Regions from separate parts of the Anser cygnoides genome. Here all the other regions are linked to region 3. Evidence: chromatin contacts called from public Hi-C data. All regions are on one chromosome and are shown on one strand. Each heading gives the region's core, a stretch centred on a gene start, on an enhancer-like site or on the middle of the called end of the contact. The rest is flanking DNA. Distances are from core to core; before and after follow the strand shown. Region 1 holds the start of INSIG1 (insulin induced gene 1). Region 2 holds the start of SHH (sonic hedgehog signaling molecule). Region 3 holds the start of RBM33 (RNA binding motif protein 33).

Region 1 (2,700 bases), core at 38-2,537, 160 kb after region 3:
AATGAGTCAGCCCCGACGCGTGCCGCTCACCTGCCGCCGTCCCGCAGCACGGGGGCACCCACCAGGCGGAGGAGAAGAGCGTGGCGATGACCTCCTCGGGGAACAGCGTCACGTTCCTCTGCACCTGCAGCAAGTTCAGCACCAGCGCCATGAAAGCGCCCACCACGAAGAGGACCACGCTCCGCTGCACCAGGTGCCGGCTCCAGTTCAGGGTGCTGCCCGCACCGCCGCCGGGGCTCCGCGCCCCGCGTCCCACCGACGCCTGCGAGGGGCCTCCGGAGCTCAGCATCTCATCCGCCTTGGTGGCCGCGTCGCCCGGCTGCGTTTTGTGCCTCCCCCTGGCAGCGCACGAACAGCTCCAGGCGCAGCTCTCCAGCCTGGGCATCGGCCTCGCCGGCAGCCCTGCAACGCGAGCGGGAAAAACAACCGGTTATAACAAGCCTGAAGACGAGCGCCGCGCTACGGGGCGAGCTGTGAGGAGATGCGGCAGGAGGGGAAGGAGCCAGGCCTGGAGGCAGCAGGAGGACAAAGATCCCCACTCCACTGGGATGGGGGCTCCCGTTCTTGTCAGGATGGGGCCCCGGGGGGGCTCCCATTGGGGCCGGTGGGCTCCCATTCCTGTGAGGGGACAGCCCAGGGGGCTCCTATCAGGGCTGCGGGACTCCCATTCCTGTCAGGGTTGAGCCTGGTGGGCTACTGTTAGGGCCGGGGGCTCCAATTCCTGTCAGGATTGGGCCCGGTGGGCTCCCGTTGTGGCCGGGGGCTCCTGTCAGGGCCCAAGGGGCTCCCGTTCCTGTCAGGATCAGGCCCGGGGGGGTCCTGTCAGGGCACAGGGGCTCCCATTCCTGCCAGGGTTGAGCCCGGCGGGCTACCGTTAGGGACAGTGGGCTCCCGTTCCTGTCAGGATCTGGCCCGGTGGGCTCCCCTTGGGGCCAGGGGCCTCCCATTCCTGTCAGGATCTGGCCCGAGGGGCTCCTATCAGGGCCGGGGGGACTCCCATTCCTGTCAGGACCCACAGCTCTGAGGCTCCGACCCCCCATTCCTGTCACGACCGGCCCCTGGAGCCCCCAATTCCTGTCACGACCGGCCCCCCCCCGTCCCTCCTCTTCCCACCGCCGCTCTCTCTCACCTCAGGCCCCCGCCGCCCAGCCTCAGCCCGCGAGGGACGGGACGAGGACACAGACCGCCCCCCCACCGCCGTCCCGCTCCCGGCGCTCGGGTTTATAACCGCCGGCCGCCGCGGTCACGTCAGGCGCCGCCGACCTACCGGCGGCCGGGGGCAGCGCCGGGCCCCGCCGCAGCCGCCGCCCCGCCCCGCGGCGGAGGGGGCGTGGCTAAAGGCGGAGGGGGCGTGGCTAAAGGGGGAGGGGGGGTGGCGGCGGTGGGCGGGGCCGCGGCGCGAGCTCGCCGAGCGCGGGAGTCGCGCGCTCAGCCCGGCGGCGTCGGGTGAGGCGGGCGCAGCCAATGGCGGGCGGGCGGCTGATATGACGTGCGGGACACACCACCCGCCCCGCGCGCGGCCCCGCCGCCCCGCCCCGCCCCGCCGCGGGAGCGCGCGTCAGGCGTTACCTCATGGGGGGGGGGGGGGAGCGTTACCTCAGCGCTGAGGCGGCGACGGGAGGGTGGCGGGCGGTGAGGCGCCTGAGGGGAGCCGAAGGGCAAAATAATCGTATAATCACAGAATCGTAGAATCGTAACAGAATGATAAAATACATGAAATACACAATCACAGAATCATAGATTCATTAGGGTGGGAAAAGCCCTCCAAGATCACCTGGTCCAACCATCCCCCTACCACCAGTGTCACCACTAAACCATGTCCCCAAGCACCACGTCCAACCTCTCCTTGAACACCCCCAGGGACGGTGACTCCACCACCTCCCTGGGCAACCCGTCCCAACACCTGACTGCTCTTTCTGAGAAGAAATGTCTCCTCATTTCCAACCTGAACCTCCCCTGGTGCAACTTGAGGCCCTTCCCTCTAGTCCTATCACTAGTTACCTGTGAGAAGAGGCCGACCCCCAGCTCCCCACACCTTCCTTTCATGTAGCTGTAGAGAGCAATGAGGTCTCCCCTGAGCCTCCTCCAGACCAAGCACCCCCAGCTCCCTCCGCCACTCCTCACAGGACTTGTGCTCCAGGCCCTTCACCAGCTTTGTAGCCCTTGGCCCTAGTTCAACCCAGTTGTGTTTCGTTGATGTGTGCAATATAACAAATGTCAATAAATCATACAAAAAGAAGGACATCCCTTGTGTATGATAAAGTGAAAAATTCGTCTAGTGTATGGCTATCCCTTTTGATCTTTCACCTATCCCAACTGGTATACAGAGCCATAGGATTGCTGAGCCTACTGAGCAACATGCCTTTTGGACTAGGTTCCGTACTGTCTTTGAGCTGTATAAGTTGTTAGTGCCACTGCTAGAAGTCATAGAAGAGACTAATGTTGTTCTCTGAATAGTGACCAGCTTGGGATCAGACCAGTTCCACCTCTTAGTCCTTACTGCTGGACTGCCACATATGCCGACTCTGTATGTGGCTCTGTAGATGTTCACTTTCTATTTCTGTTTTATCCCCATAGTGTACCGAAGCAGTTTTGGTTTTACTCTCAAATGCTAAAGTTATCTTGATTCTTCTGTCAGGTTTTTTAAGATGTTGAAGAAGATCGGTAATGTTTTTAGCTAGTTCAGAAATCCCCATTAAT
Region 2 (2,700 bases), core at 131-2,630, 140 kb before region 3:
CTAATTTTAAAGTCCATTTGCACGTGGTTTAAGTTGATTACGACTCAGCTCTATATCACAGACCGGAAAACTCCCATATAATTGCTTGCCCCAAAGAGCTGCATTTTTTTTTCCTGAAATAAAGTTTTTTTTTTTTTTTTCTGAGAGACTGGACTTTGAATTACTTCAGCATGTCATCTTGGTAATTTTAAGAACTCTTTAAAAACTTGAAGTTTCTAGAAATTGTATGTCCTTTGGAGCAAAAGCAAATGAGCCCTTTACAGGAACAGAAGTGTTTGTTCATATGGGAGTCTGCTTTTCTGTCTAACCTGCTCTATCATCCCCATCTCTGCAATTTTGCTCGTCTTTCAACACCTTTGTCTGATTAGTAGCTTTTGGAGATCGGGATAAAGACATCACTTGCCACGCTGCATGAGATAACAATTAATTTAACATTAAACTTCTCCCCTTTCCATTCACTTTGTTTGGATCGATCTCTGTTAATTGTGTTTGCGGATGCTTTCAACACTACGCTTTTCTTAAAAACTTAATGACACCCCGCGAGGAGGTGTAGGAGTCTAAAACGCTCCTCTTCGACTTCGAGCAAAGAAACAAAGAATACAGCCCCAGCGTGCTCAGGAGACCATCTATTTTTAATCAGCTGACTTTTCCTGCACTTCCCAAGGTACTACCTTATTTTAAAGCGGGTGGTAGCTCTGGTCTTTGAAGAAAATGTTGCTTGGGTCCCTCCACTTTGCAGTTGTGGGATACAAAGTCAGACACGCCAACTTCACAAAGCTGCCGTCTCCTATCAAACTTGCCTTTTTCTTCCCCCAAAGTAGCCATTTATCAGCTAAAAGGGGAGTGTGTTTTCAAAATGCGTGGCTTTATGAGGGAGAGCAGTATCTCTTTGCAGGGGGCAGAAACCTGTTACAAAGCCACTTAGGTGGGATCACCCCTAAATGGCATTATGCCTCCCCTGGGCTTTATTAGTTCCCCAATACGTTTCTATTTGCACTGTTCCCCGATAATTCGGCATTTTATTTCCCTGCAACTGCCCTTAGAAACTTGCCTTGCACCGAGGCAGCTTGCTAATCTTATTTATTTATTTATTATTTTTTTTTTATTTCACAGAGGCATCTGTTCCCCTTGCTGACAAATGTACCATTCTGCCAAGAAAGTTTTTTTTTTTTTTTTAAGAAGAAAAAAAAAAAAAACAGCGTGTAATTGATGTTATCCCAAGAAAGCGCAATCTCCACCCCTTTCAGCTCCAAGCCCTTCAGGTAAAAGGAAAAAAAAAAAATCTTTCAAGAATTTGTTGCCTTTTTGAGGGTTAAAACATCAGAAGACAAGCTTGTCTCGCCTTGGCCAATCAGCTCTCGGCCCTGGCAGCTATAATATAGAACTAAAGGCAGACTCCTCTCACAAGCGTCTTGCTTTGCTACCATTAAAATCAGACCCTTTTTGTCTCTCGCTTGCTGTCTCCCGACCAAACTCCGATGTGTTCCGTTATCAGCGACCTAAAGCCTGCCATTCCAGCACCTGTCTTGCTAGGGATCGGTGGATAGTATACGATTCAGAAAGCAGACAAGGACATAGGAGGAGAGAGAGCTCTAGAGAGACAGCCAGGGATAGGCACAGAGAGCTTTGAAGTAATTGGATTCAATGGACGAAATGCTGCTGTTGACAAGAATTCTCTTGGTGGGCTTCATCTGCGCTCTTTTAGTCTCCTCTGGGCTGACTTGTGGACCAGGCAGGGGCATTGGAAAAAGGAGACACCCCAAAAAGCTGACCCCTTTAGCCTATAAGCAGTTTATTCCCAATGTGGCAGAGAAGACCCTAGGGGCCAGTGGAAGATATGAAGGGAAGATCACAAGAAACTCCGAGAGATTTAAAGAACTAACCCCAAATTACAACCCTGACATTATTTTTAAGGATGAAGAGAACACGGGAGCTGACAGACTGATGACTCAGGTAGAGCCACAGAGATACCTGTATTTGTGTTTGTTAACCTCTCTGAGCAATCCTAAAGGACGCATCTGTCTTAGTATGTTTGAAAGCCCCCCCTTTTCCTCTCCCCCTCCTCCCCCCGCCCCTCCAAACTCGGCTAGTTTCCCCCATTGAATGTAAACCCCATCTATCCAGGACAAGTTAGCAGGGGCTGGAGCTGGAGCTGGCTAGATATTTGGTGGGGGATCTGTGTGATACTTACAGTCATTACCGTGCCATGGCGTTCCCTGTAACTTGGTTTAGCGATTGCTGTTTGCATTTGTCCCCAAGGATGCACTTTGATCAAACGAATTGCATACAGCTCAGAGGACCCCAAGTGTATAGTGACCGCCAGGCCACTCACTCATTATTACAAGCGTAGTCCTCGGTTGGTGCGCCTGCTGACTTGATCTTTTTATTTGATTTCATTTCTTTTTTTTTTCTTTCATTTCATTTTATCCTTCTTCTTCTTCTTCTTTTTTTTTTTTTTTCCTCCTCGCGAGCATATTCTAAATTTAGTAGGCATGCAGTCGTGCACTCACAAAAGGCAGCTGAAGCCGGATCGACCATTCCTCTCCTGATTCCGTATTATATAGCTCGTATTGCAATACCATCATTTGCAATTGTGCCCATCAGAGCGTAAATATATTGATATTTCTTTAAGGATGCTCGCCGCCAATGCTCTGGTACTTCCATAGGGGAGGGACTTGCAACTTATCAGCATTGCATCAC
Region 3 (2,828 bases), core at 50-2,549:
CAAGAATTCAAGTGCTTAGAAAGTGACATTTCCTTTAAAATACCCTTTCCTCATAGCACTAGCAAAAAACTTTCAGATATAGCATATATATGCAAAGTTTACTTCCACATCAAAAGTAACTGAACCACAGTTAATAGCACAAATACTTTTGTAAAATAACTTTAACACTACAATGTAATTAACACCATTAAGCCAACGCTCAACATCCTCAGAATATTACCAATTAGCGCTGTCCTTTCTAGCCTTCTTCCCAAAGTTTTCAATTTTGAAATTTGGGAATTTCCTCGCAACGTTTACCTTCAGCAGTTGTATTTACATGCTTTGTTCACCACTGTTTGCTTAACTGGTAGCAGACTGACCACCCTGGCAAGTGATCCTGAGGACCAGCCACGCTCTTCTCTGTAACAGCTGCTGACAAGAAAAACTAACTAAAATCATCAGAAACTTTAGTACAGACAAGGAAAGATACTGTTAACCCTAACAAGCGTTTAACTAACCTGTTAGTCCTATGAAAGGAGGACCCAGAGCACCAGAAATAGATACGTTCTCTGAACTACATCTCTCCTGAAGATGGGTCACACGGGGGATCTAAGCCTTTTTTTCTTTAAAATCACTCGATCGAGTGTTTTAATTTTAAAGTCTGCCTATCGCACCAACCAGAACAGCCCTGGCTTTCGCCTGTCACTCAAATACTGCAAGTAGGAGCCAAACGGAAGAGCAGTGGCGCACCCAAGAACCCTAGGACCACGCACTGATTGTGCTTTACGCGTTCCAACCGAGACGCTCTGCTTCAGGATCATCTGCGAAATAAAATTTTAGTTACTCCTTAGGTCAGAAATCAATTATTCGATCGGGACACCCGCACGGGGAGCGTAAAACCACGGTACCACTCACCTCCAAATAAACAGGAGCCTAAAACACACCCCACCCACCCACCCGGCGGTCCCGAGCCGAAAAAGGCGGCTGAAAAGCGTTCATGAGGGGGAAGGAGACGAGGGCCCCGCACCCCTCAGCACCCCTCACCCCTCCGTGAGGCGAGGCGAGGCCCGGGCCCGCCGCCACCCACCTGCGCCTCCTCCCAGGGCAGCAGCCATGGCTCCTCGCCTCACCCCGGCGGCTCCCGACACCTCCTCCGAGCCGCCCCCGGGAGCGCTGGGACGGAGAAAGGCCCCGAGGAAGGGCCCGGCCTCAGCGCCCGGCGGCCGCCCCTCGGCGCGGCCCGGCCGCAGGAGAACAACAAACTACCACAACATGGCGACCGCCGCCGCTGTCGCCGCTGCCGCGCTGCACGCCGGGACGGCGGCGGACCGGCCCCGCCCCCGCGGGGAAAGGGGGGAGGGCGGTGGGCGCAGCTGGTTGGTCAGCCCGGGCCTTGTGCGCATGCGCCTCGCTCCCTCCCCTCGGCTCAGCCGGCCGGGTGGAGGAGGTGGGAGTGCGCATGTGCAGATGGGAGGGGGGAGCAGAGGGGAGGGGGCGTATAGAGGAAGGGAGAGGCAGATCGGGGAGGGGAGGGGGCGCGCATGCGCAGTGCGGGGGAGGGGCCGGGCGGTTGTCATGGCGGCCGCGGGGCGCGGGGGGCCCACAGAGCGTGGGGAGGGCTGAGGGGATGCGGCTGGGCGCTGCCTTGCTCGGCTCGGTGTCCCTGCAGGCCGCCCTGCTGCCCCTGTGGCCACTCCTCTGAGGTGCCTGGGCTCGGCCTCCCCTTCCTTGGCTTCTCAGCCTGCTGCTGGCTGCGGTGCTTGGAGCTGAGAGGGCAAGCAGTGGGGTTAGGGCAGGGAGGAGAGGTGCTGCACCTCGCTCCTCACACGCCTCTGTGGCACAAGGGCCTGTACAGGCTGTGCGGGGCATCGCTGAAGTGCCCTGTTCGTGTTAGGTTACACCAGTGCTTCAGTAGGCTGTAGGTTCTGCATGACAGCCCGTCTTCAGCTGCCTCTTTCGCGAGGAAGAAAAATAATTAGCAACAGGATTAAAATAAACCCCAAAAGGTATAATTCCCATTATGAATGGTCCTCCATCTTCCAGGGTTTGAGTGTATAGGGAAGCTAGGCTTGGTTAAACAAGTTGATCATTTGTGTAGATCCTGCTTGCATCTACCCTCACACCTCACCTCTGTACATGTTTTTACTTTGCATGTTCAATGTCGTAACATGCTACATCCAATTTCATTGCAGGTTAAACATCCTTTTCCACCACCCTCTCTATTAAGTACTTGTTTTTCTCTTAGCTTAACCATGTGCTCCCCTTTTCTGAAGGCCTAGCGCTCCTGTGCTAACAGGGCAGATCAGTTCACCTATCCCAAAGGAAACTAACTCACTAATCCCAAAGGAAACTAACTCACCAAAAGGAGCTGTTCATTTTCTTTCCAATGGGGGAACAGAACTTGCAGCATTACCCACGCACCACGCTAAACACAGTATAAAAATGAGCCTTAGTACACAACAAACTTAGTTTATACTACTTGTGAAGAAGCCCAATCTGAACTGAAGCAATTTAATGGAGCCTCATGTAACAAGACTAGTTCAAGTAACCGGCAAAACTTTCCCAGGTGGCTAAGTCCTCATGGAAATAATTAACAATGTTAGTATTTAAATTATCAACATTATCTGATTAAACCCACGCTATGAGAATAGAGAAGTTCTCATGTCACTTTGTTCCAGGCTCCCTGCAGACTCATCTCTGCATTGCATTTGGTCTCATTTTTTAGCTTTGCTTCACAACTGTACGGCTAGAGATTTATTCTTCATATATTACTGCAAACTCACAGCCAAATTCTGACTTTAATTTAGGAAACAGACCATCAGTAGTTGCTGGTAATTTAATACGTAGTC

The links. Hi-C and Micro-C count contacts between places; a contact is called where the count stands out from the background.
Region 1: a contact with region 3 is called in a Hi-C map of liver, with 4 times the contacts expected there. The contact joins the promoter of INSIG1 here to the promoter of RBM33 in region 3. A contact is called at or near these places in 2 of 7 Hi-C or Micro-C datasets (both in liver).
Region 2: a contact with region 3 is called in a Hi-C map of liver, with 6 times the contacts expected there. The contact joins the promoter of SHH here to the promoter of RBM33 in region 3. A contact is called at or near these places in 2 of 7 Hi-C or Micro-C datasets (both in liver).

Annotation. Positions count from the first base shown.
Region 1 is chr2:8,920,826-8,923,525 of Taihu_goose_T2T_genome, reverse strand. It overlaps INSIG1 (insulin induced gene 1), which reads right to left and starts at 1,287. Exons shown (of 6, transcript XM_066991440.1): 1 at 1,130-1,287; 2 at 31-402. The coding sequence starts at 385.
Region 2 is chr2:9,217,804-9,220,503 of Taihu_goose_T2T_genome, reverse strand. It overlaps SHH (sonic hedgehog signaling molecule), which reads left to right and starts at 1,380. Exons shown (of 3, transcript XM_048062464.2): 1 at 1,380-1,953. The coding sequence starts at 1,645.
Region 3 is chr2:9,081,888-9,084,715 of Taihu_goose_T2T_genome, reverse strand. RBM33 (RNA binding motif protein 33) reads right to left here and starts at 1,299. Exons shown (of 18, transcript XM_048062264.2): 1 at 1,067-1,299. The coding sequence starts at 1,094.